Linked DNA regions of Sus scrofa: all the other regions are linked to region 1. A link is a contact called in public HiChIP or PLAC-seq data. All regions are on one chromosome and are shown on one strand. The core of a region is the stretch at or near the end of the contact, and the rest is flanking DNA. Distances in the headings are between cores, read along the strand shown.

Region 1 (4,547 bases), core at 688-3,187:
CATGTATTAGCTCACACTGTTCCTTCTGCCTGGAATAACCTCCCACATTCTTCATTGTCTGGCTGACTCTTGTTCTTTAAGGCTCACTTGAACTTCACCTCCTCCAAAAAGTTTTACCTGCAGCTTCCTTTCTTATACTGGGTTGAAAGCGCATCCTCTGTAGCCCTACAGTCCTCTGGCTGAGGGATTACATATCTCTTTGCAGTGTATTTTTATTTTTGTGTCTGTCTCTGCTGGGCTGCATGGGGGCAGGGAGTGTGTCTTTTTCCTTTCTATATACATAACATCTAGCACGTCCCCTGACACACGGATGGTGCTCAGCACATATTTATTTAGCGAATGAATGGATACAGCACCATCATTACCCTCTATGTCAGGCTTTGAGCCACAGTTTAGAAGTGGGTATAAAATCGTCCATAAATCTGCTGTCTCCGTGGCTTGGGTGCAGTGCTTCCTCAGCCAGGGACTTGTGGCAGGCACAGCGCTGAACGGTGACACTTGCATAAACATGCAAGGTTGACTAATGGTGGGGGAGCCACAGCAGCACCCATGTCTGCTTACAACAGCACTGGTGGCTCTCCTGAGAGGCACGGGCACTTTCTCCACCTTTCCAATCTGTGGCCTTTCAAGTATCTCAATTCACGGCCCTTTCTAGCTCCTTTACTCACCTTTGGACTGACATACTTTCATTTTTGCAGTAGACTCAGCCATCCTGCGGGGCCATAGATGAAGTACTACCATGTGCATAAGCTATTGGAGATCTTCTTGCTACTGTTCTACAGTCCCGGACTTCTCAGAGGAGCCCACCAGGGTGTGAGGCCTGCCTCTTCCTGGTGTCTGTCACTGCTGGAGCCGGCTGTGTAGATCTTCTTCTCACTAGGCCTGAGGAAGGAAGCTCAGGCAGGCACCAGTCAATGAGACCTGTTTCACCAATGCTGCCCTCCTTCCTCCTCCAATAACAATAAGGCTTTGTTTGTCAGGTATAAGGTTACAGGGTTGGCCTGTGGAGTCCTGAGAACTCCATAAATCCCTGGTAAAGCTCAACTCTTTGAACCTCAGTTTCCCCATCTGTCAGGGATGTGGGTTGAGGATGTCCGGAGTAGGCAGAACACTCAGAGTTGCGAAGATGCAGCCCAGGCGTGTCTATGAGGGTAGCTCGGGCTGTGCCAGCCAGCGGGGACCCTTAGGGGATTCCCGGGAACCTGTGCGACGTAGCTGCCACCGGGGAAGCCCCGGCGCAGAGCGGTCCCTGAGCCTAAGGGCGGGCCGCAAAGGACCCCGCCGTGAGGCGGCAAAACTGCGGGGCCTCCGAGGGCCGTCGGCCGGCCAGAAACCCGGCCCTGGGAGGGCAGGGGTCTACTGGATCCCACCGGGTGGGGCGGGGCCGGGTGGCAGAATCAGGAAATTCCCAGGAAATTCCTTTCCATTCCGGCATTCCCCGCCCCCCTTCCCTGGGTGCCGACCTCTCTGGACCCTGAGAAAGAGAAAATGAAATGCTTTTCGGGTTTCCCCGCGTCCCTTCTCCAGCCCCTGGCCTTCTGGGGTTTGGAGCGCGCGTGGGAGCGCAGGACACCAGCGCGCCGGAGTTCCGGGCCTTCCCGCGGGTGAGGAGCGTGTTCAATCCTCCTGCGGTTCCTGGGGCTCCCGCTCGGTCCCCGAGCTCCGGGAGGCGTCCCCCCCCGGCAGCGGTCCCGTTCAGCTTAAGCTGGTGTCACATGAGCCGCGGGGGAGTGGGAACCCGGGGAGTGGGCGGGGGCGTGCGCGCCGGGAGGGGGCCGCCCAGTCCACCTATATGCGCCGGGCCCTGCTGACGGATGCCAGGAATTCCCAATGAGAGGCGATGGGGGGAAGTTTGGGCAACTCGGCCTGGCCAATGGAGAACCTCGGGAGGGCTCTGCCCCTTCCCCTCGCCCCCGCCCGCCTTGGCTCCCGCAGCGAGAGTGTGTCCGCCTCGCTCAGTGTGCGTGGAGATTAGGTCCGAGCGCCGGAGCGAGGCAGCCAGTCCGCGAGCTCGAGCCGCCGGCGCCGCTCCCAGCAGCAGCCTTTGCGAGCAGCGCAGCGGCGGAACTGGGCGCAGGGGAGCTAGCTCGGCCCCGCCAGCCCAGCCCAGCCCAGCCCAACTACCTCCCCACGCGGGGCAGCAGCCGCAGCAGCCGCCGCCGGGAGAGAAGGTGGAGGAAGAAATCCAGCCCCTAGCACGCGCGCACCACCATGGACCATTATGATTCCCAGCAAACCAACGACTACATGCAGCCCGAAGAGGACTGGGATCGAGATCTGCTCCTGGACCCAGCCTGGGAGAAGCAGCAGAGAAAGGTCAGCAACCACCCTGGCCCCCCGCAGCTCCCCGCCCCCCGCCCCGGGCACCTCTGTCTGCCGGGCTCGCACCCGGCTGCGAACCAGTTCCAGGCGCGCTCGAGCGGGGGCGGGGGATGAGCGGCTGCAGTGAGGAAGGGTATTGGGTTACAGGCGCGGGGCGGAAGGGGGAGCGCCCGGGCTCCAGAGCCCGCGAACGCCGAGGCCGAGCGCGGGGAGGTGGGGTTGCCGGCGGGCAGGTCGCCTTTGGGCGAGTGAACCAGGCCACCCCGCTGCAGCCGCACCAGCCCTGCGTGGGCAGGTCGCTGGGGCGGTGCTCGGGAGGCTGGGGGCTAAGCCCCCGGCTGGCTGCTAGCTCCGGATCGATTTTCCCTTCCCTTCTCCGCCCCTGACCGCCTTTCCATATGGCGTGCGGTGGCAGCGTGGTTCCTGGGCCGCTCTGGGCTTGGTACCCGGAGGGGACAAGCTGCACGGGTTCTCCCAGCCCCAGCCCCCAGGCCGAGGAGAGAGCGGGCACTGGAGGGATTGGCAGCCTCCTCCGGGGCTGCCTGGAGGTGGACCTGCTGGAGTGGGGTTGCGGCCGAGAGAACCCGGGGCGACGCGAGCTCCCCAGCAGGCCCTGTGGGGGCGGGGTCCGGACGGCAAACCGTTTTATTGCTTAACTCCGTGGTTGGTAGCTGCGAGCGGAGATGGGCTTGCGTCTGCCTTCTGCCGCTCCGACCCCCGCTCATTCCTGGGAGAAGGAGAATTTGGGCAACTTGATCCGAGTTGAGGGGCTCCAGGGCAAGGCATTGTCTCCGGGGATATTTGGGGTTAGTCATTAAGGCTCCATGCTTAAGCCACCGAGGCGAGTCCCAGGCGCCGGGTGCGCGCTCCGCCACGGGCCTGGGCTCGGAGCTGGCACTGGGACTCGGGCACAGTGGCCGGTGGCAGGAAGAGGTCAGAAACCACTCTTGTTGGGGGAGGGCGCCCCAATCCTGCCTCTGCTTCCTGCCTGCGCGGTGAGCTCTTGCCCCAGGCGGCCACGTACCCTGAACACCCCCTCTCCCCCTCCTCCCCCGCTGCCCGCTCCCATCCGGTCCCTCCTTACCCCGCCCCCCTCCACCCTTCTGCTGATCTGGGAATGGGGGTGGGGGGGGACAGGATGGCGCGTCCCTCTGGATAGTGCGGTTAGGGCTGGGCTTGAGGGAGAACGCTCATGTCCAAAAATGGTAACATTCATTCCCCTTTTTAAACTTAAAAGGGGGGGAGTTTAGGGAGCCGACTGAAGTTTTTTTTTCAGCCAAAGGCATCCTGTATTAGCTCACTCAGGAATCCTAAGTCCTGAAACAGCGCCCTTTTACTCACTTCATCAGACAAGCAGAGGTAATTTAAAACACAAGCACAAAGGGCTTCCTAAAGCCTGGGACCTGAGCCCCAGGGTCTTGGCTTCTGCTGAGCCCAGCCCTCTTGCAGCCGCATCTGAAGGTTCCCGGGGCTTTGAAGCGGATGGCTTCTTTGCTTTGTGGCAGTTGCTTAAAAACACTTCCCCCTCTTCCTGTCTCCCCTTAGGGAGAGCTGGGGGAGAGGGGAGTCCCTCCCTCACCTGGTTTATCTCCTGGGTCACTTGGGGTGTTGGTGGAGTTGAGAATAAAATGAGTAATTTGGAGATTTCCATGGGGGCAAGGCAGGGCTCTTTTTTTCCTTCTCAAGTTGCAGCCTGCTTGAGAATAAATTTTAAGTTGGACAGGAGGGCTGGAATTAGAGTGTGGTGGGCTGTCTTGGCATCTTCCATGGGGAGTAGAAGAGGAGAAATTCCTGTTTGCCTAGCACTTACTGTGTGCCTGGTGGGGCAGGAGTGACAGACCTGCCCAAGAGTTAGGAATTAGGTCCTTTTAAGGACTGTAGGACCAAGCAGTGGGCACTGGAGCTGCACATAGTATTCAGTATTATCGAATGAATGAGTATATTAAGAACAGTTAAGGAGAAATGTTATTTAGTCTCTCTCTCTCTCCCTCTACACACACACACACACAGACACACACGCAAAACTCTGACCAGGGTGGTGGTGGGTATATACCAGGCCTTTGGGCAGCCAGGTGGAAACAGAGTCACCTGTCTAGGGACAAACTCAGCAGTCCCAAGGCCTGGCACTGGCTGACGTATGCTGGGTACTGTTCTAATCTCCCTATGTATATGCAATATATGTATAATCTCCATATATATATATAAAATCTCCATATATGTATATA
Region 2 (4,547 bases), core at 537-3,036, 110 kb before region 1:
AACTCTCGGGAGCTTTAGGAGGATGAATTAAATAATGGGTTTTCAGTGAAACTAATCTACTGAGCTTATCCTTTTTAAGTGTGACACAGGAGGCCAAACTTACTGTCTCATTCCTGAACATGTCTCCCAGGTGATTTATGAACTCTGACTTTCCACACTCAGGGCTAAAGTAGCAGCTGCTACGATTACAGTATGATCTACAAAACTGAACTGATGTGTATATTCTTTGACTGGTTCAGACAGGATCTTTCTATCTGCTTTCAAATTCCAAAGCCTACCCTTTCCTTATATTGGTCTTTATATTTGAGCTTATTCTTGTATACTTTGAGAATGCCCACAGCTTGGGGCTCTGTGCTCTGGAACTCTTCATTTAGTCATAGGCTGGGTAAGTAACCTTTGTAGAGAAGAATCTGAGAATTTCCATAATAGGAATGAACACGGTCAAGAAAGGCAGTAAGTGACTTACCTATCTGAGACGGTCTTCTGGCTTGTAATTTCAGTAAGATTACTCAGTCCACATAAATCAAACCAGATATTATGCCAGAGAGCCTATACTTCTTATCAGATTATCCTAGGTTCACTAGGTAATTCATTAGCTCCCCAAATACAACTACAATTTCAAGAACTTGGGCTTGGGATAAAGTATAAAACCAGCTGAACCTACTTCGTGACTTCCCCATGCTCACTGCCACTATTGAAAATCAATTCTAACTATAGAGTTATTAGAGATTCTTTTGTGCAGTCCTTCCTTTTACAGATGAGAAAACAGGCTTAGAGAGGTTAGGTACACAGTTAAGACAAATACAGATTTGTAGCTGAGTGGGACTATAATACAGAGTTTTGAGCTTTCAGTAGAGACTCCTTTAATTCTACAAGAGGTCACAACCTAATGCCAACAGAAGCAAGGCAAGCAGAGAAATGGGTGTTTTGTGCTAGAAGTAAAAAGTAGGGAGTAGTGGGGCCTGTGGCCAGCTGGAGCGGCCACCCCATTCTAAATCCAAATCAATGCCATAAAGTAAAGCTTTGACTCAGCTTCAGCCCACTGTTGCCAAGAAGGCCTTTGGGTTTTTTCAAGGGAAGCCAGAGATAAAGATTTTTTTTTTAATGTGAAGTTTCCTGATTTTAAATATTACAGCAAATTCATACTTCATAGTATGGATCAAAGAAACCTATGTACCACAACACCTATTCTGTTCTAGCACCACCAGATTCAAACCTCTGTGCTTCATCAGGATGTTTTTTTGTCATGTTTAATTTCTTGGTCTTTCACCAACTCATAGGTGAATGGAGACCTGTTCTTTTTTCCTGTTTTCTACTGAACCTTTCCTGAGTTCCTGCTCTTACCCTCCATCCCTGCCCCCAGTCTTATAAAATAAGAAAGCAGATAATTACTGAGCATCTACAGTGTGCCTGATGCTGTGGTAGACACATTCATATGACTGCCAGGCAGACCCTCTTTGAGATTTTCATTCAAAGCCCTGTATAGTCTCTTGTCTTCCCTACTTTTGGCTAAAAATACATGGTTTGCTTATTGCGCCATGACGGGAACTCCCATATTTGGATTTTTTGTTTGCTTTTCGTTTTCTCCCTGAAGCCTGACTGGATGCATTCTATCTCCCAAGCTTCATACTCAGCTCTCTACTCAGTGAGCCAATCTCTTCACAGGGTTAAAAGGGAAGGCCAGTTTTCCACCTGCTAGCTTTTCTGGCACACATTTGTAAGACAGCACCCGGCTTTTGTTCCCTTTCTTTCACAATTCCTTAAATGGCTCTTGCCCTAGATTGTGAGAGTCCAGCAGAGCAGCAGCTCAGGCTTCTGGGAAGTAAGTCTTTCAGGCTAATGGGTATGTGTATGGCCTGGAAATGGTCAGGTGGTAATTTTTAAATCTTCTCTTGCTTTAGTCTCATCTAATACCTGGCTTAGTAATCCCTGTATCTTGCTGAAACTGGGGTGGGGAAGGAAGGAGAAAGTATAATAAAGTTTTCTTGAAAGGATTGATCCCTGGAGTGTCTGAACATTGGGGTCACTTATACATGCCTTTCTTTTGAACTTGATAGATGGCAAGGCCCCTAACGTCATGATCATTAAGTCATAGTATCTCATCCCGTGGAGAAAAGAGCTGACTTCTTCCCTGGGAATGCAACAGAATGGCTTGAATACATGGCCTGGCCTCAGACATTACATCACCACTCAACCTTTCTGTGTTGACATTATACGAATATAACAGAGGTGCAGGAATTTGCTGGGAAGTGTGCTCCAGGCCAGTGAGGCACCCTAGAAAGTTATAACTTTGCTTTAAAAAAAAAAAAAAAAAGCAAAAACTCCATGCAGCCCTGATTAAACTCTTGGGAGCCTAGCGTGCCATATGTTCCCCTTCAGCTTAAGTAAAGGCCTACTTTTAATAGAGGGAGATTCAACTCTTGGGTTCCATCCTTTGACTTGCTCTGTGTCTTTAGGCTAACTTTTTCTTCTTCTCCTTGTCTGTCTTTTATATCATGTATATTTAGCCCTTTAGCTTTTAAAGCAGTTTCATATCATATTAATCTTCCTAGCAACCTTTGGGTGTAGTTGGACAGGTTTCATCCCCATGTGAAACTAAGGTCTAGAGTAGTTTGAAACAGCAGATCTAATCAGTAGCAGAACCAGAACTAGACTTACTCCCTTGTCTATGATTGTACCTACCTTTTCCTGTAGGTGTGCTGCCACTTGTGTTATAGAGATAAAGTGATGATAGTCTTTTCCACGGGCTAGTGAGGGAGAGCGGAACACAGAATGCTGTGGCAGAGGAATTCCTTGTTGTATGTATTTTTTAGGTGAATATTTTAGTAGACTTTTATAAAGCGAAGGTAGCATGAAGATAACTTGTTTATTTGTAACTCTTTGAATCCTGAACCTCTTTGAAAGTATAAAATCTTTGAATATTCATTTAAGAAAAATGTACATATGTACATAGTTTTGCATGTAATATTAAGGCATTTGTGGAATTCCTAAAAACTAGGAGTTTCAGGTATTAGCAATCCTGTGTTAAGATTTTACTCATGGATTAAACCATATTCTGGTTCATTTACTGATAAAGAACTTAGAAAGCTTAAGAGGTTTTGGAGTATATGCAGACCTGCTAGATAATGGCTGGTTTAGGAGCAGATGGAATTGATGTGATCTGGTGACATGGTGTGGCAGTTCTCCTTTAATGTATAATTCCTGACTGGGAGGCTGGGCTGCCCTAGGAAATGGTAGATACTAATGATGGGAACAGTATAACCTACCCTACCTGCCCCATTCTCCTTATAGAATTTACTTTAAGTAGCTGTACCTCTTTCTGGGGAGGTGTCTTTAAAAAAAGAGAGAAGAGGAGGAGTTCCCATGTGGTGCAGTAAGTTCAGGACCTGGCATTGACAGTGCAGTGGATCAGATTGTGCTGTGGTGCAAGTTTGATCCATGGCACAGGAACTTCCACACACTGGGGGCATAGCCACAAAAAAAGAAAAGAGAGAGAGTAAAGGGAAGTAATATTCCCTTCTGTGAAAGATTGGAGACCTTTGCTTGAATGAAGAATATAAATACTCATTTGCAGACTGAAATGAGTGATGCCATCTTTCCACTTCCTAGTCCCACATACAAAAACTAAGGCCCGTAGAGGAGATACTGGCTGCTGAAGGCCATTTGTTGATGACCACTCATCTTACCTAGACTTCCAAAAGAATTTTGCCAAAGATTGATCTTTAAGTAATCCAGACTGCTTTGTTACAAGCAGCTGTTGGAGATTTAGAGCATTTAAAATATTTTTCTTCCCTAATGATTATTTGACAATTATTGGGTGTCTTTATGGAACGTTCTTCTTTTTTTTCAGTCTCTTTTCTTTTCTTTGGAATGTTTCTTTATTAATAGATTTTTTCCTACTCAGAACTTATAAAGGGTAGTTATTTTAATAAACCAAAGAATTCCAGGAACCTAGCGAAACTGAAATGGCAAATGATTCAAAGAAGCAAAAATCATGTAACTTCACATGTAAAATAGTGTGTTGTTCTTTTTTTTTTTTTTTTTTTGGTCTTTTTGCCTTTTCTAAGGCCACCCCCAAGGCATATGGAGGTTCCCAGGCAAGGGATCTAATTGGACCTGTAGCCGCCGGCCTACACCAGAGCCACAGCAACGCCAGATCTGAGCCCTGTCTGCAACCTACACCACAGCTCACAGCAACGCCGGATCCTTAGCCCACTGAGCAAGGCCAGGGATCGAACCTGCAACCTCATCGTTCCTAGTCGGATTCGTTAACCACTGAGCCATGATAGAAACTCCGTAAAATAGTGTTAATCTTATGGGTATGCATATGCTTTTATTGGACGCCAATGAAATTCTCTTTTCTCCTACCACAAATTAAATAAATAAACCTATGGCTTTGGCCATTTCCAAAGTAAAAATTTCCTGTTTGCTTTGGATAGTATTTGTGGCAGGCACTGGTTATAAATGATATGATCAAAGTTATTTTATATACCATTGGCAAATCTTTTTCTGAGAATAGTCTTGCAGTGAGCACATCACAAAATTGT
Region 3 (4,547 bases), core at 599-3,098, 70 kb after region 1:
TGCTTAAGGGGTGTGTGGGAAGCAAACCCTAGTGGACGTGGGCTCAGGGAATCAGGAACCTCTGGAAGCTGCCCCTTCTCCTGGTTTTGTTGGGTGTCCCCTAAAACTAGTGTTGGAGGTAGGAAGCAAAAAAAATAAGCAAGAGCACCTCACCGTGGGGCCAGGGGACCGTCTCATGTCTGGAAGCAGGTGAAGATGTAAAAACCAGCATTCGATGGTCAGCGCTCAGCCCCCAAGACCCCACAAATGACTCTGTATCTTAGGTGCCTTAAAAACCAGTTTATTGATCTTTGTCATCCCTGCTTCCCTGATTTACAGTGTTGTGCCAATTTCTGCTGTGCAGCAAAGTGACCCAGTCATACATGGATATAATTCCCTTATCTTCCATCCTGGTCTGTCCCAAGAGGCTGGATATAGTTCCCGGTGCTATACAGCAGGACCTCATTGCTTGTCCATTCTAAATGTCATAGTTTGCATCTGCTAGCCCCAAACTCCAGGTTCATCCCACTCCCTCCCCCGACCCCCTTGGCATTTAAAAAAAAGTCTAAAAAGTGCTGCTTAGATTGAATTTAGTGGGCTATCTCTTAGTTGTGATCTTGAAGCTCTTTGTTTTTGTTTTTTTTTTCTGTTTTGTTTTGTTTTATAAGGCTCTGGCTCAGCTTTATCCTTTCATCTCTTTAACTCCTTTTACAGAAAAGTGCTTTTTCATTTGCAAAGAGTTTTGCATACATTATCTCATTGGACCTTACATAGAGCAAGCAACCCCACTTTATAAGTTCACCCCAATTTATAAATGAGGATGCTAAGGCTTAGAGAAGCCAGGTGACTTACTTAGGAGGGAACAGTAAGTCGTGGCATTCAGAAACCAGTAGATAAATGGAAAGAAGTCGAGTGTTGAAGCTGTTCTTTGAATAATAGTAATTCAAAAAGCCCAACTAATGGCACCATAAGGATGAGTTGTGAATTAGTGGCTCCTTCCAGATGGTAGTGTACAAATCTTTTTCTGTGTGTTGCCTGCCCTGGCTTTCCAGGTGCGGTTGACTGTTTTGAAAGCTGCATTTGTACAGAGGTGCCTGGACATTTGTGATGGTGTAGAAATCCTCTCCCTCTTCTCCGTTAGGCTGAGGGGCACCACCAGGGTTTAAGACACCCCCTTCTCTGTTGCCTTTCCTGTTGCATCCAGTTGAAGCGATCACACTCTCCTAGTGCCCCCAAGACACCCCCAAGTAGTCTTCCCTCCTGGCACCAGTGCATATGATGGCACCAGTTTTTAGACTTCCCTGTAGAGGAGGGGAGTGTGTGATCTTTGATTTCCTATGTGGTGCATGGAGTGACCTTGGGTGTTGGGGCGACCTTGGGTGTTGGAGTGATGTTGGGTGTTCAGGGAATTGCTGAGACCCATCCTGATGTGTCCTGCTGCTGTTGCCATAGAAATCGTGGATGGGAACGTGAAAATGACCCTGGGCATGATCTGGACCATCATCCTCCGCTTTGCCATCCAGGACATCTCCGTGGAAGGTAGGTCTTCTGCTCTGTTCTTTGCCTCTCCTGAGCTTTCACCGTCACGTCTTTCCCCCAGACCCTGGGGCAACAGGGCCCCTTGGTCACAGGCCACAGCCTGAGCTGCTTTCCCATTGCTGGCCTCTGTCCTCTCTCTCTTAGTCTCTCCTAGTCTACAGAGAAGTAAGAACTGTTTGGGGTGCTGGTCTCAGGTGTGTTGGCCCCAGGGAAACCCCTCACTGTAAGGAGGCTGAAGGTTGTTGTGGGGAAACACCCCAGCTGGCTTTTAGGTTGTTAAATTTGACAGAGTAGGGGGATTGATGGGAGAGCAAGCTGACCCCTGGTCCTCCCCTTTGCTCCCACAGCACCCTCTGGTGGCCACTTTGCAGATGTGCAAGGGACCACCAACAGTTGGGGCAGTGATCTCTCTAAACTTTTTTTTTAATGATTTTTATTTTTTCCATTAGAGCTGGTTTACAGTGTTCTCTCAGTTTTCTACTGTACAGCAACGTGACCCAGTCACACATACATGTATAAATTCTTTTTCTCACATTACTTCCATCATGCTCCATCGTAAGTGACTAGATATGGTTCTCAGTGCTAGACAGCAAGATCTCGTTGCTGTCTAAACTTTTGATTTCACACTCCAGCAGTTTTGAGCTTTAGCTCAGAATATGTGTTTATTTTGTAATAAATTATATTCACGTATTGCAATGCATGGTATAAAATACACATACCAAAACAAATTTTTAAAAGATGAGATGGAGGTATTTTTAAAACATTTTTGTTGATTTTAATGGCCTGGAAATCAAATCCTAAAAAGATCTTTCCTCAGAATAATTTTTAATGAGAACAGTGGATTAGATTGCTTTGCTGTGGAACTTTTGGTTTGACGCTTGGTGATACAGTGACTTGAAGGTCTAAGTTTGGTTTATAGATACCTGGTATTTAGGGCTGAAGTGGTAAAAAGATACCCACAGTTGTCACATAGGGCATGGTTCATGTTAGTGATAATAGATAAAAATCTGTTTTTCAAATAACTTTCTTGATGGGTTTGTTCTTTGGAGTAGACTTCTTGTCAACTCTGATTAAGCTGTTACGGTTTTAATATTGTAACTGACAAAGAGCTTGAACTAAGAGCAGAAGAATTAGCTTTGCTGATTTTTTAAAAACAGTCTTCCTGTGCTTGAATGATTAAATTATCTTCTCAGGAATTGTTTAACATCATTTTTAAAGTCCATGTTGTAAATGAAAGTAAATGAGATTATCTACAAACCCACTTCACTGGGTACCATAACCTGCAATTGACAGACATGAACACATGGGGGCGGTGTGGTTTGAAGCCCTCCTGCTCTGGGAGCTCTTGGAGTCCCCTCAGATACCCACCTGCCTTACCTTACAGACCCATGTCTGCTTTATACACACAGCAACATGTGTCATGTTGATCCATGCATTCTATATAAAGAAACCTTATTTTTTTGAGACGAACACTAAATTCTACTATGGGTCCCAATGCTTTCTCCTTACATGGCTATGTGCATTTCACAAAGGCCCCTTTGCCCCTACCTGAAGATTCCTGGATTTTAAATTTCACAGACCAATCAAACCTTCCTCCTCAGAGTGGCCACCTGACATCAGTTGCCGATATATTTTGTATTGTTGCCATTTCTTTGAATAAAAAGGAGTGAAGGGGAGATATTTTGGAAGTTTGAAAGATCATTTTCTCAGTATTTAAATGTATAACATAGCCAGTTCCGAAATGCTTCCCAGCTTATTCTGTGTTTCTCAAATAACTTCTCAAACTTCGTCAAGGAGATAGACTGGATAGCTTGGTAGCAGCTGGGTTGAAACCTAGGGGTCTTTGTGTGGACCCTCCGGGACAAAGCAGAGACCTTGTGGTCACAGTGGGGCCTCCCATGAGGCCACACCCCTCCTTCCACCGGGCCTGCCCACTGATCCCTCTGCCCATCGTCCCCTTCCCCACAGAGACTTCGGCCAAGGAAGGACTGCTCTTGTGGTGTCAGAGAAAGACAGCCCCTTACAAGAATGTCAATATCCAGAACTTCCACATAAGGTGAGTGGCTGGGGACGGAGGGGCTCCCATAGGACCTGGGCTGCTTCCCCTAAGGACCCCCGGCCACCTTGGGTGGGTTAGTCTCAGCTCTAGAACAGAACAGAGGGCCCTGGGGAAGAAGTCACTTTTCTGGGAAGGGAGCGTCCCTGACCCTTTGCCGCCCCCTCCCTCCTGGTGAGGAGCCTCACCCCCCCCCCCCCCCCGGCTACTTCCTGATTCCTCTTTGCCTGATGCTCTTGGGGCTCCTCTAGGAGAGTGTCCCAGAAGTTGCAGCTTGGGGCTCCAGAGCAGGGCAGACGAGGCCATAGACCTCGGTGGGGCATAGGGTTGGATGTGGCAGGTGTCTCAGCCCCACAGAGACTCAGCTCAGGGCGTCCCACCCTATCTTCTCCCAACTCCTGCTCCAAAGGCTGATGTCTGCATGTCTGGAAAAAAGGGAGATGCCTGCTTAGTGCTTTGCCCCTTGTGTTCGGCCCCTGCTCACCAGCCTGCCTCCCTCTCTCTCTCCCCCCACACCGGCAGCTGGAAGGACGGCCTGGGCTTCTGTGCCTTGATCCACCGACACCGGCCCGAGCTGATTGACTATGGGAAGCTGCGGAAGGTTCGTGTGCTCCCCTGACACGCCATCGCTGTCCCCTCCCCCGGCAGCTCCCACCCGGCTGGTCCCCCTTGGAGGAGGGGTGGGAGGCCAGGACTGGGCCCCCTGTTCTGAGAGCCCACGGCCTGGTGTGAGCGGCGTCGGTCTCAGACTAGGTGGGGAGACAGCCGGTTTAGAAGTATGAGAAAAACACCTCTTCCGTGAGGGCTGCTTCAGTATGTGTGTGTGTAGCATGTATGCACTTGCTGATGGGCCCAACCTGCCAGGAAAAACATCAGAACCACCATAGCAGTTTTGTGAGAGTGATGGGATGCGAAATGGCATTTCCGCCTTCTGTTTTCCTGGCTTGCGCAAGGTGCATGTATTACTTTCATA

Evidence for each region. HiChIP or PLAC-seq counts read pairs in DNA pulled down with a chosen protein or histone mark.
Region 2: a contact with region 1 is called in an H3K27ac HiChIP or PLAC-seq map of alveolar macrophages. The contact joins the enhancer-like site here to the promoter of ACTN1 in region 1. A contact is called at or near these places in 1 of 5 promoter capture datasets (liver), 16 of 47 Hi-C or Micro-C datasets (alveolar macrophages, embryonic fibroblasts, fetal heart ventricle and 9 more) and 2 of 2 datasets of contacts at active chromatin or transcription factors (alveolar macrophages and skeletal muscle).
Region 3: a contact with region 1 is called in an H3K27ac HiChIP or PLAC-seq map of alveolar macrophages. The contact joins the enhancer-like site here to the promoter of ACTN1 in region 1. A contact is called at or near these places in 1 of 5 promoter capture datasets (liver), 14 of 47 Hi-C or Micro-C datasets (alveolar macrophages, blood, fetal liver and 5 more) and 2 of 2 datasets of contacts at active chromatin or transcription factors (alveolar macrophages and skeletal muscle).

The regions. Positions count from the first base shown.
Region 1 is chr7:92,642,232-92,646,778 of Sscrofa11.1, reverse strand. It overlaps ACTN1 (actinin, alpha 1), which reads left to right and starts at 1,937. Exons shown (of 21, transcript NM_001243061.1): 1 at 1,937-2,316. The coding sequence starts at 2,212.
Region 2 is chr7:92,751,305-92,755,851 of Sscrofa11.1, reverse strand. All of the region lies in intron 6 of DCAF5 (DDB1- and CUL4-associated factor 5), which reads left to right. Among named protein-coding and RNA genes, the nearest start is that of DCAF5, 60 kb to the left of the region's middle. Within about 2 kb of position 1,786, at least 22 of the 83 cell types and tissues checked have an H3K27ac peak or open chromatin away from gene starts, as enhancers often do. A contact at or near this core is called in alveolar macrophages, liver and subcutaneous adipose tissue, where this site is marked.
Region 3 is chr7:92,571,667-92,576,213 of Sscrofa11.1, reverse strand. ACTN1 (actinin, alpha 1) reads left to right here. Exons shown (of 21, transcript NM_001243061.1): 4 at 1,432-1,518; 5 at 3,487-3,574; 6 at 4,097-4,175. Among named protein-coding and RNA genes, the nearest start is that of ACTN1, 71 kb to the left of the region's middle. Within about 2 kb of position 1,848, at least 3 of the 83 cell types and tissues checked have an H3K27ac peak or open chromatin away from gene starts, as enhancers often do. A contact at or near this core is called in alveolar macrophages, where this site is marked.